4 separate regions of the Mus musculus genome follow, and regions 2, 3 and 4 are each linked to region 1. The links are chromatin contacts, called in public HiChIP or PLAC-seq and promoter capture Hi-C maps. All regions are on one chromosome and are shown on one strand. Each heading gives the region's core, a stretch centred on a gene start, on an enhancer-like site or on the middle of the called end of the contact. The rest is flanking DNA. Distances are from core to core; before and after follow the strand shown. Region 1 holds the start of Slc41a1 (solute carrier family 41, member 1). Region 2 holds the start of Ctse (cathepsin E). Region 3 holds the start of 4833413N01Rik (a long non-coding RNA gene). Region 4 overlaps Ctse (cathepsin E).

What was found. HiChIP or PLAC-seq counts read pairs in DNA pulled down with a chosen protein or histone mark. Capture Hi-C pulls out chosen DNA fragments and counts their contacts.
Region 2: a promoter capture Hi-C map of adipose tissue shows a contact between it and region 1. The contact joins the promoter of Ctse here to the promoter of Slc41a1 in region 1. A contact is called at or near these places in 2 of 39 promoter capture datasets (the HPC-7 cell line and macrophages), 1 of 484 Hi-C or Micro-C datasets (bone marrow-derived macrophages), 4 of 115 datasets of contacts at active chromatin or transcription factors (the 230-238 cell line, embryonic stem cells, large pre-B cells and 1 more) and 3 of 9 other capture datasets (adipose tissue, liver and pancreatic islet).
Region 3: a FOXA1 HiChIP or PLAC-seq map of pancreatic cancer cells shows a contact between it and region 1. The contact joins the promoter of 4833413N01Rik here to the promoter of Slc41a1 in region 1. A contact is called at or near these places in 5 of 39 promoter capture datasets (the 3T3-L1 cell line, liver and pre-B cells) and 1 of 115 datasets of contacts at active chromatin or transcription factors (pancreatic cancer cells).
Region 4: a contact with region 1 is called in an HNF4G HiChIP or PLAC-seq map of pancreatic cancer cells. The contact joins the enhancer-like site here to the promoter of Slc41a1 in region 1. A contact is called at or near these places in 1 of 484 Hi-C or Micro-C datasets (nephron progenitors), 1 of 115 datasets of contacts at active chromatin or transcription factors (pancreatic cancer cells) and 2 of 9 other capture datasets (adipose tissue and liver).

Annotation. Positions count from the first base shown.
Region 1 is chr1:131,823,126-131,829,816 of GRCm38.p6, forward strand. It overlaps Slc41a1 (solute carrier family 41, member 1), which reads left to right and starts at 4,887. Exons shown (of 11, transcript NM_173865.3): 1 at 4,887-5,268.
Region 2 is chr1:131,633,275-131,639,916 of GRCm38.p6, forward strand. Ctse (cathepsin E) reads left to right here and starts at 5,040. Exons shown (of 10, transcript NM_007799.3): 1 at 5,040-5,283.
Region 3 is chr1:132,073,895-132,081,256 of GRCm38.p6, forward strand. It overlaps 4833413N01Rik (a long non-coding RNA gene), which reads left to right and starts at 3,633. Exons shown (of 2, transcript XR_878526.3): 1 at 3,633-3,668; 2 at 4,679-6,282.
Region 4 is chr1:131,656,713-131,663,741 of GRCm38.p6, forward strand. Ctse (cathepsin E) reads left to right here. Exons shown (of 10, transcript NM_007799.3): 2 at 5,164-5,354; 3 at 5,901-6,057; 4 at 6,599-6,716. The coding sequence starts at 5,284. Among named protein-coding and RNA genes, the nearest start is that of Ctse, 22 kb to the left of the region's middle. Within about 2 kb of position 1,514, at least 181 of the 459 cell types and tissues checked have an H3K27ac peak or open chromatin away from gene starts, as enhancers often do. A contact at or near this core is called in adipose tissue and pancreatic cancer cells, where this site is marked.

The DNA of each region.
Region 1 (6,691 bases), core at 3,637-6,136:
TTAGAATTCAATGTGAAGCTCAGAAAGTGTGAGCTGACCCTTCATGCTGGTTCATGCTTGGTTTTGGTTCTTCATTTTTTTTTTTTTTTTTGGTGAAATCAGAACAGTCTGACTCTGTGAGGGAATTTTGCAAATGCAACTGCCACTAATCCAGAATACTGGAGAAAGGCGCTCTTGTCTCCCCCATTAGAGCTGTGGCTCAGAAATATGCAGGCACTAACTCAAGGCCATGTACTTTAACATGTGGCTAAGCATGATTCAACCCATGTAATTTCAGAGCTGTGGCACATTCTACCTTGCCACACTGTTTTGGTGACACTGGATGGTTATAAGCATGGGGGGCTGGGGAGGGGGGGAGCTGTGTAAGTGGCTGTCTCATCTGTACTCCACATGCACCCAGTCACACACTCAAGGCTATCCTCTGCAAACGCCACATTTATGTCCATGCAATGCCTGTTATAAATCACTGGATGATTGTGCCCACTGTTATTTGCCCAGCTTCGCTCAACTGAATGATGTGAAATACCTTGAACAATTCTGCTTGAAGAAATCCCCGAGTGGGTGTCAAAGAAGCTTTGGGAACTGAGAGTTCAGTTAGAGAGAAGCCAAGGCAAGGTGACACCTTGCTCTGAGAACAGATGGCAGTACTTCTCCGTACCACCCACATCCCTACATCCTCTTCAAGCTGAATGAAGCCGGAAGGGGATGATATCACCTCAGCTCCAGGCGGCAGGAAAGAAGTGACCTCTGGGAGGATGGCAGTAGGGAGGGGTTACAGCAAGGGGAAAAATGGGAGGGGGTACACACACTCAGAAAAACAAAAGTCAGGAAAATTTCCAGCCATGCTGGGCTAGTCTTGTGACTGTGGCATGCTGGTGAGGGACTCCAAATCTATGGGACTCTGGAATTTTAGGATGCATCAAGACAGCTCCCAAAGTTGATCTTAAAGGAGCTCTTAGTGGTCAGCCGCTGTACCTGAAGGAAGGCCGTAGAGTTTGGAGAACCATGGGATACAATAGCAAATGAACTGTGAATTAAGACAAGTGTCAAGCAAGACTGGAAAAGGCTTACCCAAGAAGCCTTCCCTACCACCCACGTCAGCTGACAACTACCTGTAACTCCAGCCCCAGTTTTCTTCCAACCTGCATGTGAATACACACACACACACACACACACACACACACACATCCACAGACCAGCACACATACACACATAATGCTAAATAAAAATAACACTTTAATTTTAAAAAGACTTCATAACTTAATTTTTCATTATTAGTAGTATGTGGGCAGCAGGTACGCACATAGAGGTCAGAGGTCAACTCTGTAAAATCAGTTCTTTCCTTCCACCTTTCCATGGGTCCTAAGGGGTTGAACTATATCAGCAAGTGCCTTTTCTCACTGAGCCGTTTCACTGGCTCAGCAGTAGACACATCTGTAAGGCCAGATGAGGAACATGTGAGCCCCTTGGGCACATGGAAGTCCAAGTCTTACAAAGGGGTCATGAAAATGCTCAGAGACCCACATTTATGGCTTCCTGACACTTCCTGACGCTCATGGCTGAGTCTTGCCTGGAGTATCTGGCTGGCTTGCTACCTGCTGCTAATTCCTGTCTTTTCATCTGTGACCTTTGCTCCCCACATCTGTGTTTCTCAGTTCATAGACTGCAGCTGCTCTCTGGGTACAGAAAGGATAAGAGTCTTCCTCTTCTCAAGGTTACAGGTGGCTGGACTGGAAGGAAGCGTGCTTCCCCCGGGCTCTCTTGCTGTCTAACTCTACGAATCAGCATAACATCGGCCACAGTGTCTAGGCCAGTCTCCTCTCTATTACCCATCATACTATCAAGGCCAGTTACTGATCTGACTATCTCCCAACAGACGTTCGCCGTATTTTCTGAGCGCTTACTGTGTGCCAGGTGCCAGAGGTACAGAAGTGGTTAAAACATGAAGGCCATAATCCTGACCCAGTGATCCTGGCCCTTCAGGATATCCCAGAAGAATGTCTTCTGCGCTCACAGACTTAAAGAAATATTTGTAATACCTAAAGCTAATGAAGGACTCATATCCAAAATATATGAACTCCTAAAAAAAAAGTCAAAAAGCCAGGTAGAAAGTTGATAATACTTAAAAACGATCCAAATGGCAAAGAAATGTGGAGGAAAGGTGCTTAATCTCATTAGCTATCAGGGCAATACAAATTTAAGCCACAGGAAATACCATTATATACCCACTAGAATCGCTACTCTTTTTTTTTTTTTTAAATGAGTCAGAGTTTCATCATGGTAGCCTTGACGGGCCTGGAACTTATTATGTAGACCAGCCTGGCCTTGAACCCATAAAGATGAACCTGTCTCTGCCTGCTCTTAGGTGCTAGAATTGAATGACTACAACTTTAATCTTTTCAGATTGGTGATACCAGTGTTGATAAGGCTATGAAACAATAAGGCATTTCTAGCAAGAATATAAATTAGAAAAAGCACGTCAGAAAATTGTTTAGTAGTGTTTCCTAAAGCTAAGCATTTGCCTGCCCTATGATCTAGCCCTGTTCCAATGTGCCAATTCAGGCTGGGTGGCACATGCTTTTAATCCCGATGTTTGAAGGCAGAGGCAGAGATGGAAGCAGAGGTACGCAGATCTCTGGGAGTTTGAGGCAGCCTGGTCTGCAGAGTGAATTCTAGGTCAGCCAGGGCTACACAGAGAGACTATGTTTCAAAAACAAAAAGATGCCATGGCAGATTCATAAAATAACAATACCTGGAAACAACTGAAATCTGCATCAACGGATGCAAATTGCCCTGTGCTCGCTTAGTGACATCACGCTGCAATGAAGGTGAATTAACAAATGGTACTGGGGTTGGGGATTTAGCTCAGTGGTAGAGCGCTTGCCTAGCAAGCGCAAGGCCCTGGGTTCGGTCCTCATCTCTGGAAAAGAAAAACAAAACAAACAAACAAAAAACAAATGGTACCATGTGTGATGTATGAGTAAGAGAAACTAAGCACAGAATAGTAGTGCCTCCTGAGAGGTTCTGTTATAGAAAGTCCAAGCGCTCACAGACAAAATGAACAGTGTCAGACAGAGGCCACCCTAGGGAAGAGGGTGAGAGAGTGACCAAGGGAGCTTCTGGGGTGGCAGTAATGACTGAATTCTTCCTTTTGGTGGTGGTTTCATCAGCCTGTTCCCTGTACCATAATTTGGTGGTCCATACTCTAGGTTTTACGCACTTTCCCATATGTTCAGTTTACTTCGACTAAAAAGAAAAACTTTTCAAGTAGATAAAGAGTATGGGGGTGGAAATAAGAGAAGGACAAAGATTTTGTTTTTAAGTTGCTATTGGATGAAAGTTTTTGGCCTTGAGGCAGAGTCTCAACTGTATAACTCTAACTATGAGGCACTGTCTCTTGGTAGACCCAGACGACCTCATATTTGTAGAGTCTCCTGCTTCTGTCTCCCAAGGGCTAAGACTGCCAACACTCAGGCAGCCATATAATCAGTCTTAGTTTTCCTCTCAATCTATACTCATTGTGCACAAAAACTGGTCCTTCTGGCGAAGACCTAGTGTTGCCCAATCTAGGAGTAACTTCCATATCCAAACATAGACTTGGCTGTGAAACCAAAATTGGAGTTCAACTACAGTGACATTTGCTGGGCCCTTAAAAAATATAGACCTTTGATATCCTAGCAGCGGAGCTGAGCCCGGGGTTGCTGGATTAGCAGGTGGGGACAGGTTTTTGTGGCTACATTTGTTATCATTGTCCAAAGGAATGGCCCTCTCCAGTTGCTGTTGAGCATGTGTGCTCAGTAGCCAGCACTCTTTTTCTCTCCTATATACATCCTATCCTTATTCAACGGTCTAGAGAAATGCTCAATTGCCCCAAGGAACCTTTCTAGGGAAGAAAGTGACAGGAAAGGAACCTCTGGTCATAGGCTCTATGGTCTAGAAAAATGCTCAGTTGCCCCAAGGAACATTTCTAGGGAAGAAGGTGACAGGAAAGGAACCTCTGGTTATAGACTCTACCGATGAAGGGGGAAAGGCTGGAAATGGGAGTTCCTTTATAGGGAGGTCACATCCCCTTCACAAAAACAACCCAAAGAGAACTAACTGGTACTGATTTTGGATTGATGAAGTGAAGACACCCCAGGGAGGAAGTGGCAAAAGCGAGGATGAAAACACTTTGATTCCACAAGGTGCGTCAGGGAAAGTTGGCGTTCATTTCGCCCGGGATGGAGACTTCTCTCCCACGGGGCCACGATTGGGTCAAAGGAAACCCCCGCTCCCCTCCGCCCTTACCTCATTGGTGTGTGTAGCCCCAGCCATGAGTCTACCAAATTTTCCCTCCAGTCTGCCCATCCCCACCCCTATCAAGGCTGGAACTTTATTAAGGCAGATTAAGGTTCGGTCAGTCGCCCAGAGGAACAAGGAACCTGGAAGGAGAGATGAGGAGCCTGATGAATAGGAACTGTGCCCAGGAAGAAGGTAGGGACTGGGCGTGGAGAAGGAACACGCGATGGCTGCTGCGGCCCGGGCGATCGCCAGCTGGCCGGCTCAAAGGGGTGGTTTCGGGTCTTCTGGAAGGCCCAGAGGCTCACTAGAGATAGTCAAGATTCAGGAGTACATGCGTAGCAGAACGCTCGCCTTGAGAGGCCGTGGGAACTCAGGAGCGCAGCACCCGCCCGCGCTTGAGCACCGCGAGCCCACAACACCCTCCAATTCTGAGTTCCCGTCACTCTGCTGCGTTTTCCCCCTCACCCCGCCCCCAGCTCAAGAAACGCCGGGGAAATGGGCGGGGCCTGGGCGGGGCCCGCCCCTTTTCCTGCTCTGATTGGCTGATGCAGTTGTCCATCCTGACTCTATTCTTGATGGAGGGGGGTTACCACCCGCTCTGCCCCAGATCACGTTTGCCACCCACAGCCAAACACTCTTGTCCAAGTCCGCGGGCAAGAGGCGATTGGGGACGAGCGAGCTCGGCATCTCAGGCCCAGTCCGGTCCACACCAGCCCGAGGCGGAATATCCTGATCGCCCCCCACCAGGCCACCTCCCCTCGTGGAATCGGAGCGGCGGCCTCACAGGAAGGCAGAAGCGAAATGTAGCGAGCCGGGTGTCGCGGTTGGACGCTCGCCTTGCCTGGGGGTGTAGCGGGGAACACGCGGGGGCTCGAGGAGGACGGCTGAGGGGGAGGAGTGATGAGAAGAGGGGGTACCCTACATCCCCCAATTCCGCGGGCCCCTGCTACCACTCTCCAGGCGCCCTTTCTCCCCAGCAAGGCGCAGGTCAGTGTTGTTGGGTCTGGGAGGGAGGGAGACGAGGGCGGGGGACTCCAGGACGCAGTGCTTTTGCAGTCTTGAGTTGCCGGGAGTCGGCGGAAATCAACTAGGCACTCCTCCTCCCCACCCCTGTAGTTGGGGATACCTAAACCGGGCTTTTTTGTCCATCCCCGCTTGGAAAGGAGACGCGGCTTCCTAGAGCCTGAGGCCCATCGGTAGTGGCTTTACTGCTGATGTAGTTGAGAGACTGGCCTGCTCCCCTTGCTAGCCCCCTTCCAGGTCAAAGTGGCCTGCCAGAAAGACGGGAGGGAGGGGGCAGTCAGGTTTTAGCGAAGGAACTCAGAAACTTTGCTGGCTCGGGGGCGGTGGACTCAGACTGAGTGTTTCCTCTTGGCTGACTAGTGAGGATCTTTGAAAACAACGGTGCTGTGTTAAGGTGGCTTGGCTGGTGACCGAGTTAGTGGAAGACTCATAACTTGGGCCCTAGAGTTTGATTCTGCCTTAACCAAACTGGAGTTGACTAATTGTGAGTGTTTGGAATACTAACAGCCTGTTCATCATACCTGCAAAACCCTCTGGATTTTTTTTTTTTTTTTTTTTTACTATTGAGAGCCATGCTGGTGAAATGCAACAAGTTGGTGGCAATTCGTGGGGATTCCTTTAAGCTAAGAAAAGCAGGGCAGGCAAAGACAGACATGATTTGGGAGTAAATGCATATTAGCTTGTGACACTTGGATTTGCCTGACTTTGTTTTTCTTTCCTCTTTCTACACCTTTTACCGATGATATTTTTGTTTTTAAGAGTTACACCATGTCTGGCTGTCAGTAACCCGAGAGGAAAGGGGGAAGGCCAGGCAACCAAAAATGTAGGAATAAACAGTAGCTTCACCCTCTGTCTCTTCAATCTAGTTAACTGCCGGGTCCTATCTGACAGGCTCACAGGATCTAGCATAGAGAGAAGTGTAAATGCAGCCTGGACCAGGGTTTAGCCTGTGGTTTCTGTAACACTCGACTTTCAAGGGCAAGAGTAAGAAGGAGGCCTCTGGTTCTTGGCCTTGGTCTTGGCCGGCTTGCCCTGCCCCGGTTGCCTGGGGAGTTCTCCTGGCTTCCTCTCCCATCCCAGCAGGGGGCTAGGACAATTAGAGGTCTAGGGATGCTCCCCTCAATGACCAGCCTCTCTGTTTGCCCTGTCTTGCTGTTGCTGTCTTGTAATAAGTCACTCAAGAAGAGTGAATGCGTAGGGAGTTTGCATCTGAATCTGTAACTTTACTGATAAGGGACTATACTTAAGTAATACTGAGTTCTTATCAAGATCCGAGAAAACAACTAATCACATCCCTGCCCACCCCAGGTTGCTCAGGAGGCAATGCCAAGGTCTCCTATGAAGCATCCTCCTTTTGGGTGGTGGTTTGCTGGCTGGGAATCTGCTG
Region 2 (6,642 bases), core at 3,790-6,289, 190 kb before region 1:
GAGCTTCAGTTGAGGAAATGCCTCCATGAGATCCAACTGTAAGGCATTTTCTCAATTAGTGATCAAGGGGGAAGGGTCCCTTGTGGGTGGGACCATCTCTGGGCTGGTAATCTTGGTTCTATAAGAGAGCAGGCTGAGCAAGCCAGGGGAAGCAAGCCAGTAAAGAGCATCCCTCCATGACTTCTGCATCAGCTCCTGCTTTCTGACCTGCTTGAGTTCCAGTCCTGACTTCCTTTGGTGATAAACAGCAATGTGGAAATGTAAGCTGAATAAACCCTTTCCTCCCCAACTGCTTCTTGGCTATGATGTTTGTGCAGGAATAGAAACGCTGACTAAGACAAGGTCCTTTGAGGAACACCAGGTAGAAAACATAAGGGAAGAGAGCAGGGTCCTCTGACAGCACTGCATGTCCAGGGCAGTCATCTGGAAGTGAGCACTCCAACAGGGTGCTTGCCTGGCGTTGTAACAGCATACACACAGGCTCTGCCACAGGGAGGGAGGGTCAAGTCCAGAGGGGAAATAAGGCCCTGAAATGGAGGAGCCTAAGTCATTTGCTGGCCCAAACTGTTCACCACTACTTGCTGACATTGAGGGTCGGGGCTCCAGAATTCTTCCTGGCTAGCTGCTGGTCCCTGAAATACCAATGGGAATGTTTGGTCCCTGTGATGACTAATCTTGATTGTCAACTTGATTAGCTTGGAAGCACCTAGAGACCTGGTCAAGAGTACCTCAGAGTATGTCTGTGAGAGCATTTCCAGAGAAGACTAAGCAGGGAGGAATTTCTCCCAGTGAAGGGGATGCTCTCCTCTCATAAGCTGGGAGCCTGCCTGGAGTCAGAGGAGAAGGTCTAGGAAGGCAGACATTCTCTCCCTGCTTCCTGGCTGCCATGGTGTGAGTGATCTGCTTCACTACGTTCTCCCTGCCATGAGGAACTAGCACTTCTGGAGCCTTGGGCCAAAGTCATGGTCATAGAGACAGAAAAATTAATGAAGAGAATTCTCTTAGACAAAACCAAAATTCCATCCAGATAACATCAAGAATCATTTAAACACACTGAAGGGCAAACAACATTTGGAAGCTAGATTAAAGGTGTACAAGAGGGATAACGAGCAAGAAAACCAATAAATATATAAATAAATAAACAAACAAACAAATAAATAAATAAATAAATAAACAAACAAACAAATAAAGCTCAAAACTAGACCATGAGAGCGGAGCAGAGGAGGGACTGCACCTTTGATGGCTGTGTGCAACCAACCAAGTAAATTAACAAATTAATTCTAAAATCAAAGAAAATATCCAATACAGCAAAACTTGTTTTAGTATATGCTGTGTCTCTAGCAGCATGAGATGGACTGTATGACTAAGAGGAAGTGGCCATTGATACCAACAGCTGTCCTATACCCACTCCTTCTGCAGTCTGCTGGGGGGGGGGGTGTGCACAACTCCATTGGCCTTATAAGATATGGCAAAAGATTAAAAGTTAGTGCTAAAAGGATGTGCTGTATGATAAGTTATTTCTGTGCCTGTAAGATGAGCCAATTCAATCCAGATTAATATATATTATTTTATATAATATATTCTATTACACACACACACACACACACATATATATATATATACACACACACACACACACACACACATACATATATATTCGCAAGTTTAATGGGAAGCTGCTTTTGGGTCTTTTGGGTGAGCTAGTTCACTGGTTCCAAGGAAGGAGGCCAGGGAAGTCACCATGGGAAGGGAGAGAAAGGGGAGAGTTAAGAGAGAGAAAGCCAAGTGCAGAGAGGAGGAGTGGGGAAGAAGAAAAAGAAAGCAAAATGTCAAAGTGGCTGAATATAAAATTAACTCAAATCAGTAGCCTTCCTATACTCAAAGGATAAGCAGGCTGAGAAAGAAGTTAGGGAAATGACATCCTTCACAATAGTCACAAATGATGTAAAATACCTTGGTGTGACCAAGCAAGTGAAAGATCTGTATGACAAGACTTCAAGTCTCTGAAAAAAGAAATCAAAGATCTCAGAAGATGGAAAGATCTCCCATGATCATGGATTGGCAGAATTAATATAGTAAAAATGGCCATCTTGCTGAAAGCAATCTACAGACTCAATGCAATTCACATCAAAATTCCAACTCAATTCTTCAGAGAGTTGGAAAGAGCAATTTGCAAATTCATTTGGAATAACAAAAAACCCAGGATAGCAAAAACTATTCTCAACAATAAAAGAACTCTTGGGGAGAATCACCATCCCTGACCTCAAGCTGTACCACAGAGTAATAGTGATAAAAACTGAATGGTGTTGGTACAGAGACTGGCAGGAAGATCAATGGAATAAAATTGAAGACCCAGAAATGAACCCACACACCTATGGTCACTTGATCGTTGACAAAGGAGTTAAAACAATCCAGTGGAAAAAAGACAGCATTTTCAACAAATGATGCTGGTTCAACTGTTGGTTAGCATATAGAAGAATACAAAACGATCCATTCTTATCTCCTTGTACAAAGCTCAAGTCCAAGTTGATCAAGGACCTCCACAAAAAAAAAAAAAAAAAAAAAAAACACTGAAACTAACAGAAGAGAAAAGAGCCTCGAAAACATGGGCACAGGGAAAAGTTCCTGAACAGAACACCAATGGCTTATGCTCTAAGATCAAGAATTGGCAAGTGGGACCTCATAAAATTGCAAAGCTTCTGTAAGGCAAAGGACACTGTCAATAGGACAAAATGGCAACCAACAGATTGGGAAAAGATCTTTACCAATCCTATATCCAATAGAGGGCTAACATCCAATATATACAAAGAACTCAAGAAGTTAGACTCCAGACAATCAAATAACCCTATTAAAAATGGGGTACAGAGCTAAACAAGGAACTCTCAACTGAGGAAACTCTAATGGTCAAGAATCACCTAAGGAAATGTTCAACATTCTTAGTCATCAAGGAAACGCAACCAACCAGAGGTCCCAGGGTCTAAACCACCAACCAAGGCATATACATAGAGGGACCCACGGCTCCAGCCTTATGTGTAACAGAGGATGGCCTTTTCAGGCATCAATGGGAGAAAAGGCCCTTGGTGAAGGCTCAATGTCCCAGTGTAGGGGAATGTGAGGGCAGGGAGGCAGGAGTGGATAGGTGGGTGGAGGTACACTCTCATAGAAGCAGGAGGAGAGAATGGGATAGGGGGCTTCTGGGGGGGATAGGGAAAGGGGATAACATTTGAAATGTAAATAAAATATCCAATAAAAAAAAAGAAAAATGTCTGGATCATATAGCAAAGAGACTCTGAGGCTTTCTAGCCCCTGGGCTAGAAAGTTTAAGGTTGGGGATAGGGTATGCCAGGTAGGATTTGAGGAATGCTGGGAGAACCTGGGGGCCAGGTCTGCTTTGGTAAAATATGTACCTTGGCTGTTTGTTCCAGAGTAAGAAATCAAACACTGTAAAGGAAGCACTATTGGATCAGAGAGGAGCTACAAGCCATCTCTTCTCTCCAGACTGGCCTTGAACTCATAATCCTCCTCCTCCTGTCTTCCAAAGACTGGAACAGTTGTTTCCAACTGTGATGACAAGAGGAGGCACTTGCCTTTGTTACCTTGGCCTGTTCCAGGTAAGAGGGTTCTAGGCACACAGGCATGCTAACAGGCCATAGAGTCCTTTCTCCTTCAGTGAGCATCTGAAATCACTGGTAAGAAATGGGCCTCATCATGTCACCCAGGATAAAAAATTAAAATAAAATAAAATAAAATAAAATAAAATAAAGGTGGGGAGGGGGCAGAACCTGAGTAGACACAGTGTGACCAGGACAATTCACAAAGCAGATTTCAAAAGTCCTGTGTGGCCTGAGATCTTGTCCAGTCTGACTTATGTCCCCAGTACCTAGTCAGTGCCTGGGATGTAACGGGTCCTCAGTAAATGCCCTGTGAGTGAGTGAAGGGCAGGACTGTCACCTGGGATGCTGTCACTGGGGTGCTGTCACCTTTCTTTCCTCAGGGTGGCTGCAGAGGTGCTCCTAGAGGATTTGGAGCAGAGCAGAGGTACTTGGGCATGCCTTCTCAGCTCCGTGTGATGAAACACTTCACCACTTCTGAAGCTTGAACATCTTTCTGGCCAGGCAGTGGTGGCACACGCCTTTAATCCCAGCACTTGGGAGGCAGAGGCAGGCAGATTTCTGAGTTTGAGGCCAGCCTGGTCTACAAAGTGAGTTTCAGGACAGCCAGGGCTATACAGAGAAGCCCTGTCTTGGAAAACAACAACAACAACAATAACAAAACAAAACAAAACAAAACAAAACAAAACCGGCTGGCGAGATGGCTCGGTGGATAAGAGCACTGACTGCTCTTCCAAAGGTCCTGAGTTCAAATCCCAGCAACCACATGGTGGCTCACAACCATCCGTAATGAGATTTGACGCCCTCTTCTGGTGTGTCTGAAGACAGCTACAGTGTACTTACATATAATAAATAAATAAATCTTTTAAAAAAAAAAACCAAGAACATCTTTCTGGTTGTTACCCGCAAAATTTCATTTCTCCAAATAAATCTCCTGTGTCTCTTGAAGTTGATTATGGAGCCCATTTATTGACTGAAGTTGTCTTAAAGAAGGCTTTGACATGTTCAATTCATGTGGTAGCTCATTTACAAACAGTCAATGGTTGCTTTGATATTTGGAGTTCGAAGAACATCTGGCTGTGAGCATTGTGGTCTCCACTGTGACCTTGGCACCTGGCCACAGCTGGCTCAACAAAAAACAATCTTGTGTTTATGGAAATAATGTCCTCTACTGCCTCTGCACATCCTTTATTTATTTTATTTTTATGGAGACAAGGTCTCATGTACCACAGGCTAGCCTCGAGTCAGTATGTAGCTGAGGCTGGCCCCAAATTCCTGATATGTCTGTATCCACCTCTCACACAGGGGAATTAGAGACATGCACCACCATGCCTACCTTCCTTTACTTGACTTTAAAGTCTGTTTCCTGTTTATTTGAAAGAGCAGGCACACTTCCTGTAAGTGCCAAAAAACTGTATGCCCGTCTCACAACTTCATTTGTTCCTCAGAACTGCAGATGCCCTGTGTGACTCCAGAAGCGGTTAGAAAGATCAGGCGTGGTTATCTCCATTTGCAGCTGAGGTGGCCAAGAGATAAGAGTTGCTTAAAGTCGGAGTTAGCAAACAACAAAACGGGGTTTCCACACAGAGCTCAGCTTCGGAGCCCAACCCATCCACTTACTACAAGAAAACGAAATTCTTGACATTTTGGGTTATATCCGGTAACTTCAAAGGTAAGTGGTTTATAATCTTGTTACAAATTTTTCTGGGAAATGACAATCTCATGCTTTAGTTAACAAAAATCCATTTATTATGATAATTTCCTCACAGGTAAAAGTGAGCACCTCCTAAGAAGGCTGCCATTTGCTTGGTTTGTAAGATTGATTTTCCTACGGGGAGCTTTGCGTAGGACTTTGAAGTTTTTGTTTTATTTGCTTGGTTGATTTTTTGAGACATGGTCTCACTAGGTAGGTCAAGCTGCCCTCCACTCTTTATTTAGATGGTTTTAAAATCCCTACTACTATTTGTGTACTGATGAAATCGGAGGTTTTGCAATAGAAGTCATATTGTCTGAACGGTGCCTTTCAGTTCCTGATTTAACTCTCTCTCTCTCTCTCTCTCTCTCTCTCTCTCTCTCTGTGTGTGTGTGTGTGTGTGTGTGTGTAAGACTTTTATTATGGCATGACTTACTGTCATTAATGTTTATATAATGTTCTACATCTGCATGTTATTTCTAAATTAGAGTGTACTGTACATGAGCTGCTAATTGCATTATAGCTGTTAATAATGCGTTGCTAAAGGAAATTTCTTCAGGACAAAGATAACTGCTGATCCAGGTGTGGAGCTACACACCTTTGATTCCAGCACTTGGGAGGCAGAGGCAGGTGGATCTCTGTGAGTTCAAGACCACCCTGGTCTACATATCGAGTTCCAGGCTCGTCAGAACACAGTGAGGCACTCTCTTAAAAACAAAACAAAACAAAACAAAACAAAAAAACCTACTGGCAAAAATTTCATAGCATATTACTCATTTCTGTTATAAACTCGAGAGGGAACTGGAAGGAGGGCTCCATGGTGAACACTGGCTGCTCTTCTAGAGAACTTGAGTTGAATTCCCAGCACATATATGGCAGCTCAAACCATCTGTAACTCAAGTTCCAGGGGACCCAAGACCCTCTTCTAGCCTCCCTGAATACCAGGCACATGCATGGTACACAGACACACATGCAGGCAAGACACCAATGCACATAAAAACAAAATCATTTTAAAATTAAAAATAAATTCTAATATAAACTCTTATATATGTACATTAATTATATATAATATCTTAATTATATATTATATACACATATTATACATTATATATTATATGTGCACTAGTATATACATTGTATATAATATACAATATATTCTATTTATTTATATATAATATATTTTTACATTATATACTCTATATATATATATATATATATATATATATATAAGATTTATGTTGTTTCTTTCAAGAAACATAAGGAAAAAATGTTAGACTCAAAACAGAAAATGAAAAATCTGTCTGGGGAAAGAAGTGAAATAAAACTATTTGAATTATT
Region 3 (7,362 bases), core at 2,383-4,882, 250 kb after region 1:
AACTGACTCCTGTAAGAGGCACATACGTGACCACACTCCCAACACACTAAAATAACTACACAAAATGGGAAATTAAATAGAAATCATCAAACAAAATGGCCCTCCCTGCAGCCCTACCAAAGCTAGTCTCATGGTAATTTCAACCTCAGACTCCTTCGGGCGACTTTCCCCAAATAAATTTTGCCAGCTCCCCCTGCGCCCTGCACATCTTCTGAGTCTACTCTCATCCAGGGCTGGTCCTGCTGCTGCCGGTGGCCTCCACAGGGAGCAAGCAGCTTCCAGCCTTCAGAACTGTCCCCTGAGTTCTTGGGCTCCAGGGCAGTAACCCAAGTTCTAGTTTCCTGGCCCGACTCTCTGCCTCCCTTCCCAGGATGCCGCGCCTGTGCACAGGACCGTGAGAACTGTATAAACACCCAGGAGCTGCTATTTGCACAACTTCTTTACAACTTTGGTTTTATATTTCTATACCTTATCTCTCAACTAAAACTAGTTCTCTAGGAACAGAGGCTGTTCTGGGTTTCCTTCTTTTTCTCGTTTTGTTTAAGACAGGTCTGGGTTTCTTTTGATAGACTCAGAGGCTATGGAACTCATAGCAATTGTTCTGTATCAGCATCTCAAGTATGAGGATTAGAAGCACTTGCACATTTTCATTATGTCGTATGTTTAAACATATTAATTGATTAGGGGGGAAGGATGCCACATGCCGCTGTGCATGTGCGAAAGTCAGGGGACAACTAACAAGGATCAATTTTCTTCTTCTGCCATGTGGGCTACAGGGATAGAACCCGGGTCTTCAGACTTGTCAGCAAGCACCTTTACCTGCTAAACCACTGCACCAGTTCTGTTGTGTATTTAAATGTCCATTCTTAAGACTAGTGGGTGTAGCTCATTGATAGAGCAGTGCCTAAAGTGGGTAAGGTCTCGGGTTTCATCTGTAGTCTCATCAAAGGTCTCATTAAAGACCTCACCTATGATTTTCTTCTTAAAAATTGGAAGAGAGTTGCCACCCTCTCCCATCTCTTACAAGTTCTAAGGAGGTATTTGGGGCATTCCTCTCCCCAAAATGTAAAAAACCTGGGAGAAAATATTACACAGGAATGAAGGGGTTCTAGCTTGGAGCTTAGCCTGTTCTTTTCCAATAGCCACCGATTCCGAAGCTCCTCTGACTATCCTGACTATCCAGGGCTGGTGGTCTATCATCATTCTTGTTCACTGATGCTCTTCAAGGACAAGGACATGGAGTTTGGTTCTTGCTGAGTGCCTGGATCTCCCAGTTCTTCACCATACTGAAATTCTGAGCATAACCGAACGTTTTTCTTCAACCTGCAGTCCTTTACACAGGGGTGGGAGAGGTCAGTGGGAGGGGGAAAACTGACCACACCCTTGTCACTCTCCTTTATGCCCCTCATTGCTTCCAGATTCCTTAGTGTGTAAATCCACACTGTCCAGCTTGATCTGGTTAGAATTGAAAACCTCCAAGGTAAAATAATATACTAGGAGAAACCAACTGATGCCCCCAGCTTAGGGGGTTGTCACTGGGCTTGGGCCTGCCATTATGCTTGGCGGGATCACCTAAGCAACTCCGAAGCCCTGCAGAGTCTCAGGTCTGCCTGGAACAGCACTAAGAAGTCTGCAGTTCAAGGTCAGTCAGAACACTCTGCCATTCCTGTGGGCAACCTGAAGCATGATGTCACCCCTCCACCGCCTTCAGTACAGCCATCGCCACGGCCACGTCACTGCCCTTGTGGCAGCAGTGTGGAGCTTTGGTAGGCTGTGGGGGGGAGGGGTGGTTGGGGTTGGCACAGGGCAGGTGAAATAGCTTGTTTGCCAAGAGCATTACCTTGATAGCTGGGCCACCTTCCCACACATGAGCTCGAATAGAGCAGAGGCAGGTCCTTTGCACAGGTGCGTGCGCAGAGAGCCTCTGTTACAAAACATCCACGTGAGGTCCACGTGCCCAGCCTGCCTGCAAAGGGGAGGGTGTAGTCACCACGGGTGCCAAGGAGGACAGGAGGGGTGGGAAGAGGAGAGATGAGTGGGAAACTACCTTAGAGAAAAGGAAACCACCCTGGAGAGCCTTTGTACGGGACCTGGCGTTTCACTGGTGCTTAGTATGTGCCAGTGTGAAAACCAGCAGCAGCCAGCCCAGCTTGGAGAGTCCAAAGGACTTCTGACATTGTCCCATGTGATCTCCCATTGGAAAGCAGAATTCCACCCCAAGCCCTGCAGTCACAGCCTGAATGTGTCCAGGATTGTGGCCAGAGGGGTCTCATCTGCAGGAATGGAGACCCAGTGTCCTAAAATGGCGAGAGTTGTGACTCCTACAGAGAGAAAATGTCAACAGAAGGCAGCATAGGCGCCAGTCCCCATAAATTCGTTTTGGGGGGGAGGGGATGAAGAAAAAATATATATATATATTCATTCATTAGGGAACAGAAATCCTTTCTCGGATGGGATGTGAGAAGCCAGTCCTTCTAGTTTGTGTTTATCTCCCCCTCCCACTTCTCCCCAACAGGTAACAGAGAATGACTTTGAACTTCTGACCTTCTGGCTTCCACCTCCTGAACACTAGAGTTGCAGGCATGCGCCACCAAACTTGGTGTAAACAATGCTGAGGACTGAACCTAAGGCTTTGTGTGTGCTAGGCTAGCACTCTGCCCTACTACATCCCCAGCAATCTCCAGCAATCCCCCGTGAATTCAACCATACACAAACAGCCCTCCTGGCTTGGCAAAACACAAGCGAGGCCTAGCAGCGAAAATATGTCTGAAGAACTTGCTAGAAATGTAGATGCTAAGTCTTGCTGGGAGAGAAACAAGATGAGACTCAGTGGCAGTGTCTAAGCAGCCTTCAGAGGCTTGGGGGGTGGCTGGGGTTTATAGTCAGTGGTTTGCAGCTATGAGGAGGAAGTTTGCCTCCCATAGACTTCTCAACAGTACCCATTGCTCTTTGAAAACACCAGAGATTCTGATTCTCAGGCAGCTCTCACACCCTGCAGCCGTTCATTTACCGTAGAGTCCTGTATCACCTAACCTCTGAGGGGTGCTCTGATGGCCAGTGACTTCTAAAATGATGCTCTCAGGGCTCCTAACAATGGTCTCTTTTATTCTGGAAAGTCTAGTGTGTAGGTGGTTTTGTCATGGTTATTTTGTTTGGCTTGTTTGTTTGAGCAAGAGGCCTGGATCCCAGTTTTGGGGTTATAGGTGTGTGGGGTTATAAGGTGCTGGGAATGGAATTCAGGGTTTCATGCATACTAGGCCAGTACTGACCAACTGAGCGACATCTCCACCCCTGGGCTTTGGTTTTGTTCATTTGTTTTTGAGATGAGATTTTGTAGTGTAGCCCAGAACTGCCTCAAACTCAAGATCCTCCTGCTTCAGCCTCCAGAGTCGTGGGATTATAGGCATATATCACCATTCCTACCTTTATTCTGGAAATTCTGATGTGGTGATTTGAAGATGCTTGGCCCAGGGAGTGGCACTATTAGGAGGTGCAGCCTTGTTAGAGGGGATGGGCTTTGAGAGACCCTCCTCCTCGCTGCCTGGAAATCAGTCTTCTCCTTGCTGCCTTCTGAACAAGATGTAGAACTCTCAGCTCCTCCTGCTCCATGCCTGCCTGGATGCTGCTGTGCTCCCACCTTGATGATAATGGACTGAACCTCTGAAACTGTAAGCCAGCCACAATTAAATGTTGTCCTTTATAAGAGTTGTCTTGGTGTCTGTTCACAGCAGTAAAACCCTAACTAAGACACCTGACAAGCAAGCTTATTCTGTTCTAAAAACTTGTTCTTGTTTTTTGTTTTGTTTTTCAAGATAGGATTTCTCTGTGTAGCCCTGGATGTCCTGGAAATCATTCTGTATACTAGGCTGGCCCTGAACTTACAGAGATCCACCTGCCTCTGACTCCTACGTGCTGAGATTAAAGGTGTGTGCGACCATCACCCAGTGATCCCAGGGTCTTGTATGTACTTGGCAAGCTCTCTTCCACAGAGTTACACACTTAAGCTTATTTACTTTTTAAAGGAAGTTAAACTTGCATACATTTTAATGTGTAAGTATTAAAAAAAAAAAAAAGCCCAACATTGTGAATTTTGACATGTGGACACATCCCTGTGACCTCTGATCAGATCAAGGTCTAGGATATTTCTAGAGACCACCCAAAAAGCACCAGAACACCTGTTCAATGATGTCTGTGAGAGAGTGTCTGTGTCTGGTTCCTTTTCATTGCCAAGGAATAGCTTCTTCTGTGGACGCACCATGTAGAGCTGATCTCTGAGAGTTCAAGGCCAGCCTGGTCTTCAGAGTGAGGTTCCCTGCCCCCAGTTTGATAGATATTCAGACTATTTTCAAATAGAATCCACAACAAATAGGTTCTTCTGAACACCCATGTTTTGTCTTTTGGTGGGTGGTGGCTCTCATTTTTTTTGACTCTATGCCCAGAAATGGAGTTGCTAGGTCAGAATGCTATGCAGATGCCACCATGCCTTTTCACAGTGGCTGTGCTAGTGGGAAGATTGTCCTGGTTTACTAATGTTCCCACAGCCTTCTCAACATTTGTCCTTTAGGGTCATGTTAATGTTAACTATCCTATTGGGGAACAGTGGTATCTCAGGGCTTTTCATGTTCATCTGCCTTGTGTTCTGTATGGCTCAGTGCCTTCTATGCTTATTATCTCTTAGGAGGTGCTCCTGAATGACTTCTGAAGGACTTTATCTCTGCATGTGAACAACTTCAACTTCTGCACAACTGTCACATCCATGCCATATGCTGTGATATTTCAATACACACATACTGTGTTCCGTATTTTTTTTTTTTTTTGGTCTATTTGTCACAAGCTAAGATCATCTGGGAAGAGGGAACCTCAGCTGAGAAAATCCCTCCACCAGACTGGTCTGCAGGCAAGTCTACGAGACATTTTCTTAACTGATGAAGGTTGTGCGAGGGGACAGTCTATGGGTGATGCCACCCCTGGGCAGGTGGTCCTGGGTCGGATGCAAAAGCAAGCTGAAGGCTGTGCACAGGTATACATATCTTTATCCCAGCATTTAGGAGGCAGCAGCAGGCATCTAGAGGTGAGTTTGAGACCAGCTTGGTCCAAGCCAGCCAAGCAGGCTGAGAAAGCCAAAAGCAGTGTTCTGCATGGCTCTGCTTCAGGTCCCACCTCCACTCTCCTGTGTTGAGCTCCGGTACTAGCTTTTCCTCATGAGGGACTATAAGCTCTCTATTCTGTTCATTTTTTAAAAAAAAATTTTTTTTGATAGATGCTAACAATCTATTCTCTAAATACTATCTCTGAGCTTGTTTAATTCTATTACAAGTATTATATACTACATCACATTCAAATTTCCCTCCAGCACATAAGTCCAGGGCACCAATGTCCTTACCACATGAGCCATCTTGCTGGTCCTGCTCTGTAGTTTTACATTAACTTTTGTTTTTGTATTGCTAGGGATCCATCCTAGGTGACCTACATCACCACTGAATGTCACCACTAGCCCTGGGGGCACAGTTTTGCTCTCCAATTACGTATAAAACCATGGAGTGCCTTTGTCTCTTTTTGTGCATGACCTTTAAAAACTTATTTCTTTATTTTGAGATACATTGTCTCATTTATCTTTGTAGCACTGGCCAGCCAGCCTGGAATTTACTACTATGTAATCCATAGACACCTTGAATTTGTGGCAAGCCTCTTGTCTCTGCCTCCCAAGGGCCAGGATTATAAGAGTGTGGGAGCTCCCACACCCCACTGAAAGATCTGTTTTTATGTCAAGGTCACATTGTTTGGGTTTTACAGTCTTGTAATTTGTTTTGTGATGTTTGGTGTTTGAAAGAGGGTCTTGCTTTATAGCCTCAAACTAACCATCCTCCTATTTCAGCTTCTAAATGCTCCTATTAAAGGTATGTCCTTGGTTGTATGATTTGAAACCAGGCTTGTGATTCCCTCCCCTTTATTTTCTTTGCTAAGGACTGGTTTAGCATCGGGGGGTGGGGGGCTTTGTGGTGTTATATGAATTTTTGGAGTTTCTTTTTTCATATATATGAAGACTATCATTGGTATTTTTATAGAAATTACTTTTGTTTATTTTTTTTAAACAAACCAATTAAAAAACCAGGGTTTTGCATTGTAGCCCTGGGTGGCTTTGAACTCATGAGCCTCCTGTCTCATCCAAGTACTCAGATTACAGTGTGCAGTGCCATGCTGGGATTTTTGCTTAGTTTTTAAATTAGACCATCTGTGTCAGTTGTAGTTTTGTTGCTGTGATAAACATTTAAGAGAACAATCTCAAAGAGAAAGTGTTTTTCTTGGTTCACGGTTTGGGAGGTCTTTGTGATCAGCTGGCTCATGATTTGGATGTGTCTGTCTGTCTGTATGTCTGTCTATCTCTGTCTGCCTGTGGTCAGCTGGATCTGGTGCTCTAAGCCTCTGGTGTGGCTGAGCATCGTGGCTGAAGGTTGTGAGGAGCGAAGCTGCTCCCCTCATCGGAGCAGGAAGTGAGCCATTTTCCACATTTCCAACACTTGCAACTGTCTGTTCAATCTTGAGTCCATCAACTGATTAATACCTTGATAAAGGCAGAGCCCTCGAGATCCAACCACTTCCCCAAGCCCCACCTCTGAACACTGCCTTTAATACATGAACCTTCAGGAAACACATCATAACAATACCAGTCTCTTTGACAGCTACTTAGGATTTAGTTTTTGATACATTCTTGGGCTGAGCAATGACCTGCTCCAGTTTCATTTCTGTTACTGTGATACTATACTCTGAGAAAAAGCAACTTAGACAAGAAGGAGTGTAATTGGCTTCTAAGTCCTTGAATGTGGGGAAGTCAAAGCAGGAGGAACCTAATTTGCACCCTGACGGTCATGAACAGAGAGAACTAGAGCTATGAATGCTGCTGGCTTGCTTGCTCTTAGCTGTCTTCTCCTCTCTTGCTGTTCAGGAACCCCTGCCTAGGAAATAGTGCCACTCACAATGGGCTGGGCCTTCCCATATCAATTAACAATCAAGACCGTTTTCTGAAGACGTGCATACAGGCCAACTGATCTAGATAATGCCTCACTAAGGACCTTGCCAGGTGATTCAAGGTTGTGAAATTGACAGTTAAAACTCACAGGACACACATATTACAGATACCTTCTTGTATCTATAATCTGTGTGTCCTAGATTCTAGTTCAGCCATGCAGCAGGTTCCTTCCAGTTGCTGTGGAGTGAGGGTGGTACCTTACAGTCCTGGGGGATGTAACTGCTACTCATCCAAATTGAGAGGAAATAAAGAACAGAGCATACCATTCTCTGCTCTCTCTGCCTTTGGTCCTTGTCTTTCTTACGGTTTCCATGGCTGTAAAGAGACACCATGAC
Region 4 (7,029 bases), core at 264-2,763, 170 kb before region 1:
GCTGCTTCCCCACCGTCTCAAACTCTTCGACACTTTAGGTTCTTCTTCCCAATCCAGATGCAGGCATAGCAGATGTACCAATAGCGGGAGAGGCAGTGCAGACTCAAATGCAAAACGGAGCCACATGTTTGCGTTTGGACCCTCTAGTGGTATGGCTACTGGAGTTTTCTGAACATCAGTTTCTTCATTTGAAAAAGTAGAGCAAACAATGCCTTGGAGATATATTTATCTTAACAACATTGCACAGGCACACCTGGTAGCCCAGATGATCTATTAAAGATACCTGCCCCCAGGTACTGGAATTACAGGGGCTGGCAAGATGGCTCAGCGCTTAAAGGTGCTTGCTGCCAAGCCTTATTGATGACTTGAGTTTGATCCTTGCTACCCACATAGTGGAAGGAAAAATCCAACTTCCTCAAGCCAGACGTCTACAAGCAAGCTAAGGCATATATGGACATCACACACAAACACACAGACACACGTACACACATACACACACACACACACACACACACACACACTAATAAATAAATGAATAAATGAATAAATAAATAAATAAATACATGAATTTTAAAAAGAATGACCGTAAGCTATCTAGGTGAACAAGTGAGTACTTCCTTTACGGGATGAAGGAAGAGGACTCTGTTTACTAAGGGGTATGTCAGATAATTTTGATTGACAGCTTCAATTACATAAAGCCTTTGCTCACTATGCGTGTCTCTTCCCATAATGCATCTAATGTTAATCATATGTATGCCCAACTATGCATAAACATAAGAAGGTAAATAATTTTTTTCCCAAAAGTTCACTCAGAGGGCACAACTTGCCTTATTGCACCTCACTGATTTGACTTTGAAGTGAAAACTCAAAGCCCACTCCCACCCCCCAGTGACACACCTCCTTCAACAAAGCCACACTTAATCCTCCCTAAAAAATCTGCCAGCTGGGGACCAGACATTTAAATACATAAGCCTATGGTTACCTTGATGTTTAAGGTTAGTTAGACAACGCTGAGATACCTACACCTGAATTGTGCCTACTGAAAAATAGAGGGGCCTCAGTGATCCTTTTTCTGAAATTAGATAAGCGAGATTATGCACCCCAGCCTGTAAATAAATAACCGATGTCTGCCAAGACCTCCATTTGGAGGCTTTTCCACAGGGGAGTTTGTTGAATCTAATCAGATGCCTGTCTCAGCATCTTGAAACAGACATAATCTTAATCGCTCTTTTGAATGTGATTTTCTCCTGTAGATGGCCCTCCCTCCCTGACTCAGATAGCATCTCACTGTGTAACTCTGGCTGGCCTGCAGCTTGCTATGTAAACCAGACTGCCCTCATACTTGCAGCAGATCCACAGGGGTGCTCCACCATGTCCTGCACACACTTCCTCTTTTATAACTGAAGAATCTGAAACTCAAAAAAAAAAAAAAAATCACAAGCCGTTTGGTAGGACTCAAACGCTGCTTTGTCTACATTCAAGCCTGTAAGTCACTGTGCAAGAAGGATGGCACGCATGCGCGTGCTGGCAGGTCGCGGAAGCATCGGGCAGGAAACCTCCATGGTGCCTGCGCCCTCTACTGGCGACGCTGCTCAATTTCTGGTCTAAAAACCAATGTCCCAGAATACAACTGGTGGTGGTTGTAGTAATAACTCAAATTGACTGAGTTCGTGACATGGGGAGATGCTGGGGAGGTCAGAGTCTTCTGATTTCCAGTTGCACGAGAATGGGCGTCTTGGGAAAAAAAAACAAAGAAAACAAAGCTGTGCAAAAAATGTGTTTCCTGCCAAGTTCTCTGTTTCTGCATTAGACAGATGAAGGAGTAGTTTTGCTTTTTTCATAATTCAGAGAGGTTTGCAGATGTAATTTTTGCACCTACAAGAAATACAGTAGTGAGTCTTCCTGAGCATTTTATTGAAGGCAAGACAAAGAATAGTTTTAAAAACACATAATGAGGAGACACATACTGGGTACCTTGGGTATGCAGTGAGACCATGTCTCAAAGAACAAGCACATCTTTATGAACGTGAATGAGAACATTTGTTACCACACCAGGCCCTGTACATACCTTTTATTCTTCCAACCTTGCAAAACATCTGCCATGGCAGAAATTAATCTCTCCCTCTTTCTTTAGCTTCTCTATCTCCCTCTTTCAGAAAGGGGTTCTAGAACATAAGACCCTCTAGAAGAGTGGTTCTCAACCTCCCTAATGTTGGGACCCCTTAATATAGTTTCTTGTGTTGTGGTGACCCCCAACCATAAAATTCTTTTTCATTATCATTTCATAATTGTAATTTTCCTGCTGTTAGAAATCATGGTGTTATGAATTACAACGTAAATATCTGATATGCAGATGTATGGCTCCTAAAGGGGTTAAGAACCCCTACTCTGGATCCTTTAGTACAGTGCCATGGTTAGGAACATCAGCTTTAAAGTTAGGCCAACCTGGGTTTGGAATGGGGTTACAGCACTGGCACGGGAGCCATCCTGGGTCTCCATTTCCTCACGTGTGAAACGGCTTTAAATATCCTCGAAGGATTGGCGTGAGGTCTGAAGAAATACTTCTAAGTCCTTTAACATAGCATCTGAGACACAGCTACGCCCTCCCCACTGTCTCTTGTTCTCATTATTCAATTTAACCTCTTCATTTTAGACATGAGGACATGAAGTTCTGAAAGAAATTGCTTTATGGCCAGGTGGTCAGTTAGGGCAAAACTAGGTGGATCCAAGCATCCTGGGCCAGTCTCTCTATGCCTTGCCACCTACTGCACAGTGGATTTTCCTTTATCCCTCGGCTCTGAGCAGAAAGAGGTTAGGACATTTTCTTAACTCCTTGTCAGGGTCATTTTGAGCTGATGCTATTGCCAGAGATGGAGACAGGGGCTCCTGGAGTGTAGCTCCCTGCCATAAGGAGCCAGCATGTATCCCACACCAGACCAGCTGACTCCCATATAGCACTGTGCAGCTGCCCCTGTCATTATTTTATCCTTGTCAATCTGAAACTATAAAAAGAGAAGCTAATTAGGTAATGTCACGTGTCACCACCAACAGCTTCCCCACATTCTGGGAACTGTCAAACCTCTGCATGCAGCCAGCCATTCCTGGAGAGCCCTCTTGTCGAGGCTCCTTTGCACGTGCTGAGACTGGATGGCTGCCTACATTGTGTCCTTTGCCCCATGTGCCAATTTCTAATGTTCTCTATGATTTTTCCCAGAGGTCTCACACACACATAGACCCTCAAATGCTTAGGGGCTTTTGATCCAGAAATGGCTCGCACCATCCTTAACAATGGTCCACAGTAGTTTTCCGTTTCAGTCTGGGAGGATCCAGTGAGCCAGGTTAGGTGAGGTTCCTGGTGTTTCCAGAAAGGACAGAGCCCATCAGCTCTGATAAAAGTCCCTACAGGCCTGCTATCAATCTTTCTCAGACTTTCCCAAGCTCAGCAGACCCTATTAACAGACAGGCAGACTGAGTCTTCCTCCTCAGGGTCAAGTAACTCATAGTTGCCCAGGTCTCATTTAAACATGGTCTAACCTAACCCTACACATTTAATAAACAGATGGGGCAAGGTCAGAGATGGAGAAGGAGAGGCTTAGGTATGCTGGCATCAATAGCTCAGTGATGTATGCAGAAAGAGCCCTGGACTAGCAGTTAAGAAGCCTGGGTCACCCTAGCCCAGCCCTAATGACCTGTGCCATTGGAGATCACTTGAGCTCTCGCTGACCATGTTCCCATCTGCTGTGCAAGTGGATTGGTCTTGAGGACCTGGAGGCACTCTTCCAGCCCAAGGTTTTCTCAGTGACCGTATCCTGACCATGGGATGTGTTAAAGTGTTTTCAGTGTGTCCACATTCCTTGTTTTTTGCACTTAACCTTCCTAAAAACCCAGATGCTGTTGCTGAGGTGTCTGGTCAGGCAACTGTGAGCAACCATGACAGAGCTTGGTTCTGGACAAGTGACGAGCCCCCCTCCAGCGTGCTGTTCTTCAGGGAGCAGACAGGCCCCTCACCCTTGTGGGCAGTCAGAGGATGGGCTCCCAGGAAACGTAAATGCTAGAGAGGTGTGGTGGCTTTGGGGACAAGGAAAGTCAGTTTTGCATTTCCCTCCTTTTTTGGGTGTTTCTTCAATAATTTGGATCTCACAACAGGTTCGGCCTGGCTTCAGACCCAATTTTGGCTTCTCTGGCATCAGAGATAAAAGGCAAGGTGCAGGCACTTTGCCATAACACTAACTGGCACAGACAGCGATAACCCTAACCCAGGCACCCCATTATTTTATTACCAGAGCTCCCTGGGGGGACTGGTGTTCCCATCCCAGCTCAGAAGCCATTGACTAAGAAGATGGGGCAAGAAGGTTTTCCGTCCTGTCACCCCTACCTCTCTTAAGTCAGGAAAGTTGAAGAAGGAAAATCACAGGGTGGGGTTGATGGTAAGAAAACTTGACTTTCCAACCTCTAGGATCATGAGACAGTAGATGCTGCTTAAGCCACTGACTTGTGGTACATTGTTATGGCAGCCCTGGTACACCAACACAGACTTGCTCCAGTCTCGGCTCCTCCCTTGCCTCCTCACTCCCTTCCATACAAACCCCAGAGCCAGATCCGTCAGGTTTCCAGAATCAGGAAAGCTTGCCCCGCAAATCAATAGCCAGACTGTCCCACTCCAGGACCTGTGGTGAGCAAGCACTGGTTTGCTCTGAGTAAGACAAGTTGCTTTGAGAGCCTCTGGAGGAATGCAGGGAGAATATGAAATATGAGAACAAAAGCCTGGCTAATGTTTTGAGCCACAATCATGCTACACTTATATCATTTTGGCTTCTGCCCTTCTCGAGTCTTCAACTGAACATTCATAGTAGCAGTTCAACAAGGTGGGACCCTCATTCACTTTTGCACACCTAGACAATAAACATGGGGTTTCTTACAGTCAATGTTGCATGCCCAAAGAACTTGAAAGAAGCTGAGACCTCAACACCCTCATTTTCAGAGAGTGTATACACACACACACACACACACACACACACACACACACACACACACACAGAGGTTTTGCCCTTAGCTCCCCAAGCATAAGAAAGGGACCCAGGGGCAGACAAGGGACGTCCTATTACACATAGTGTTTACTCTGGGCATGGCTATTGACTCCAGACCTTATCATTGGGTCCTCAGACTGGGCAGGGCAGGTCTGGGCACCAGGAAGAGCCAGTGCCCCTGCCCTGTGATCAAGAGGAGAGAAGGGTGGAAGGGAGATCGGAGCAGAGTGAGAGAGAAGCTACCCCTTGGACCACAATGAAGCCCCTCCTTGTGCTGCTGCTGCTGCTGCTCCTGGATCTGGCTCAGGCCCAAGGTGCTCTGCACAGGTAAGGCCCTGTCTCCAGCACTAAGTTCAATTGAGGCATCCCCCAACCCCAACCCAGGGCTGCCCCGGGGGAGGAAAGCTAATGAGGAAATGAAAAGAAGAAACCGGGATCTCTCAGGAATCCCTAGAGAAGATTCCCCAGGCCTCTCCTTCCAGTGTAGGTGCCTGCCTCAGCTCAAGGGACTCCCCCTCTGTTGTTCAAAGGTGTGCTCCATAGATGTGATTTGTGACTCCAAGCCTTCAAATACTTTCCCAAGGGGGCCTGAGCACTGCTATCCACAGGGTCCTTCCATCCCTTTAAGTCAGCCCTTTATGATCAGACTATAGACTGTGTCTGACCTCCCATTCCCTAGAAAATCTCAAAAGGCCAGTGCCCAGGAGGGAAAGCCATTTCTACCCAAATTCTGAGTCTGCAAGACAAAGCCATTGCTGCTTCTGGTCTTGAAGGTTCCCTCCTGGGTCTTGCTGTAGTCAGGCTCTGAACAGGTATAGAGGCAATGGGAGCCTTTATTTATAAATGCCCCTTTATTTCCTGATCTTTCTCCAGAGTGCCCCTCAGAAGACATCAGTCCCTTCGGAAGAAACTACGGGCCCAAGGACAGCTCTCAGAATTCTGGAGGTCTCATAACTTGGACATGACCCGACTCAGCGAGTCCTGTAATGTGTATTCGAGTGTCAATGAACCCCTCATCAACTACCTGGATGTAAGATTTCTCAAATTGAAGCCTGAGGACACTGGGTGTAGGGAGGAAGGCTGGGGCCTTCAGCAGGGGCCAGTGCTGCATTGGTGGCATTATGATCAGGCATGGATTTGTTTGCTTGGAGGATTCAGACAGTCCCCCAGTCTCTATCTACTCTGTAAAGCAGGCTTCTAAATGACCCAGTATGCAGAGCTTTCTTCAAGAGGAAAGAGATAAGTATGATATGTGTTCCAAAAAGAAAGACCCCTACTGTGTGCCCAGCTGGGCATTTTACTAGCTATTCCTCTGGGCAAAGAACTTGGTTTGCCACACCTCCAGGTCCCTGATGACATCGTGAGGATCAGGATAATGAGAGAAGGATGGACCCAAGTTTCCTGGGCTATCCTCAGTTTCCTCCCTGGTGGTCCTTGCTCTGTTCCTTCCATCCTTTGCCTCCAGCCTTGCCTCTTCTGGGCTCTGTAGATTGTAGCTTGTGGTACTTCATGATTTAGTGCCCTTCCCCTCCACTCCACCCACACACTCTCTCTCTCTCTCTTCCCTACAGATGGAATACTTTGGCACCATCTCCATCGGCACCCCGCCGCAGAACTTCACTGTCATCTTTGACACCGGTTCATCCAACCTCTGGGTCCCTTCTGTGTACTGCACCAGCCCAGCATGCAGTAAGTGAACTTGGCAGTGGCGGGAGCTCACTAGGCTAAGATGGTACCTTGTGGCATAGAGAGACTCAGGTTCTCTCCACTTATCTTCCCTGCCATACTGGCTTCCCCTTCCTATATCTGTTTGTTGTGCCTGAGCCAAGCACAGACAAGAAAGGCAACTACCAGTTAAGATAACAACCTTCATGTTCATTAGAATTGATGGAGAGAAAATTAGCCATTAGGACGTGGTGACTCACTTCCTTTGGAACACCCAAAGGAACATGGGGGAAAGTTCCTTCGGTCTGTACCTGAACCGATAGCTAGATTGAATTCT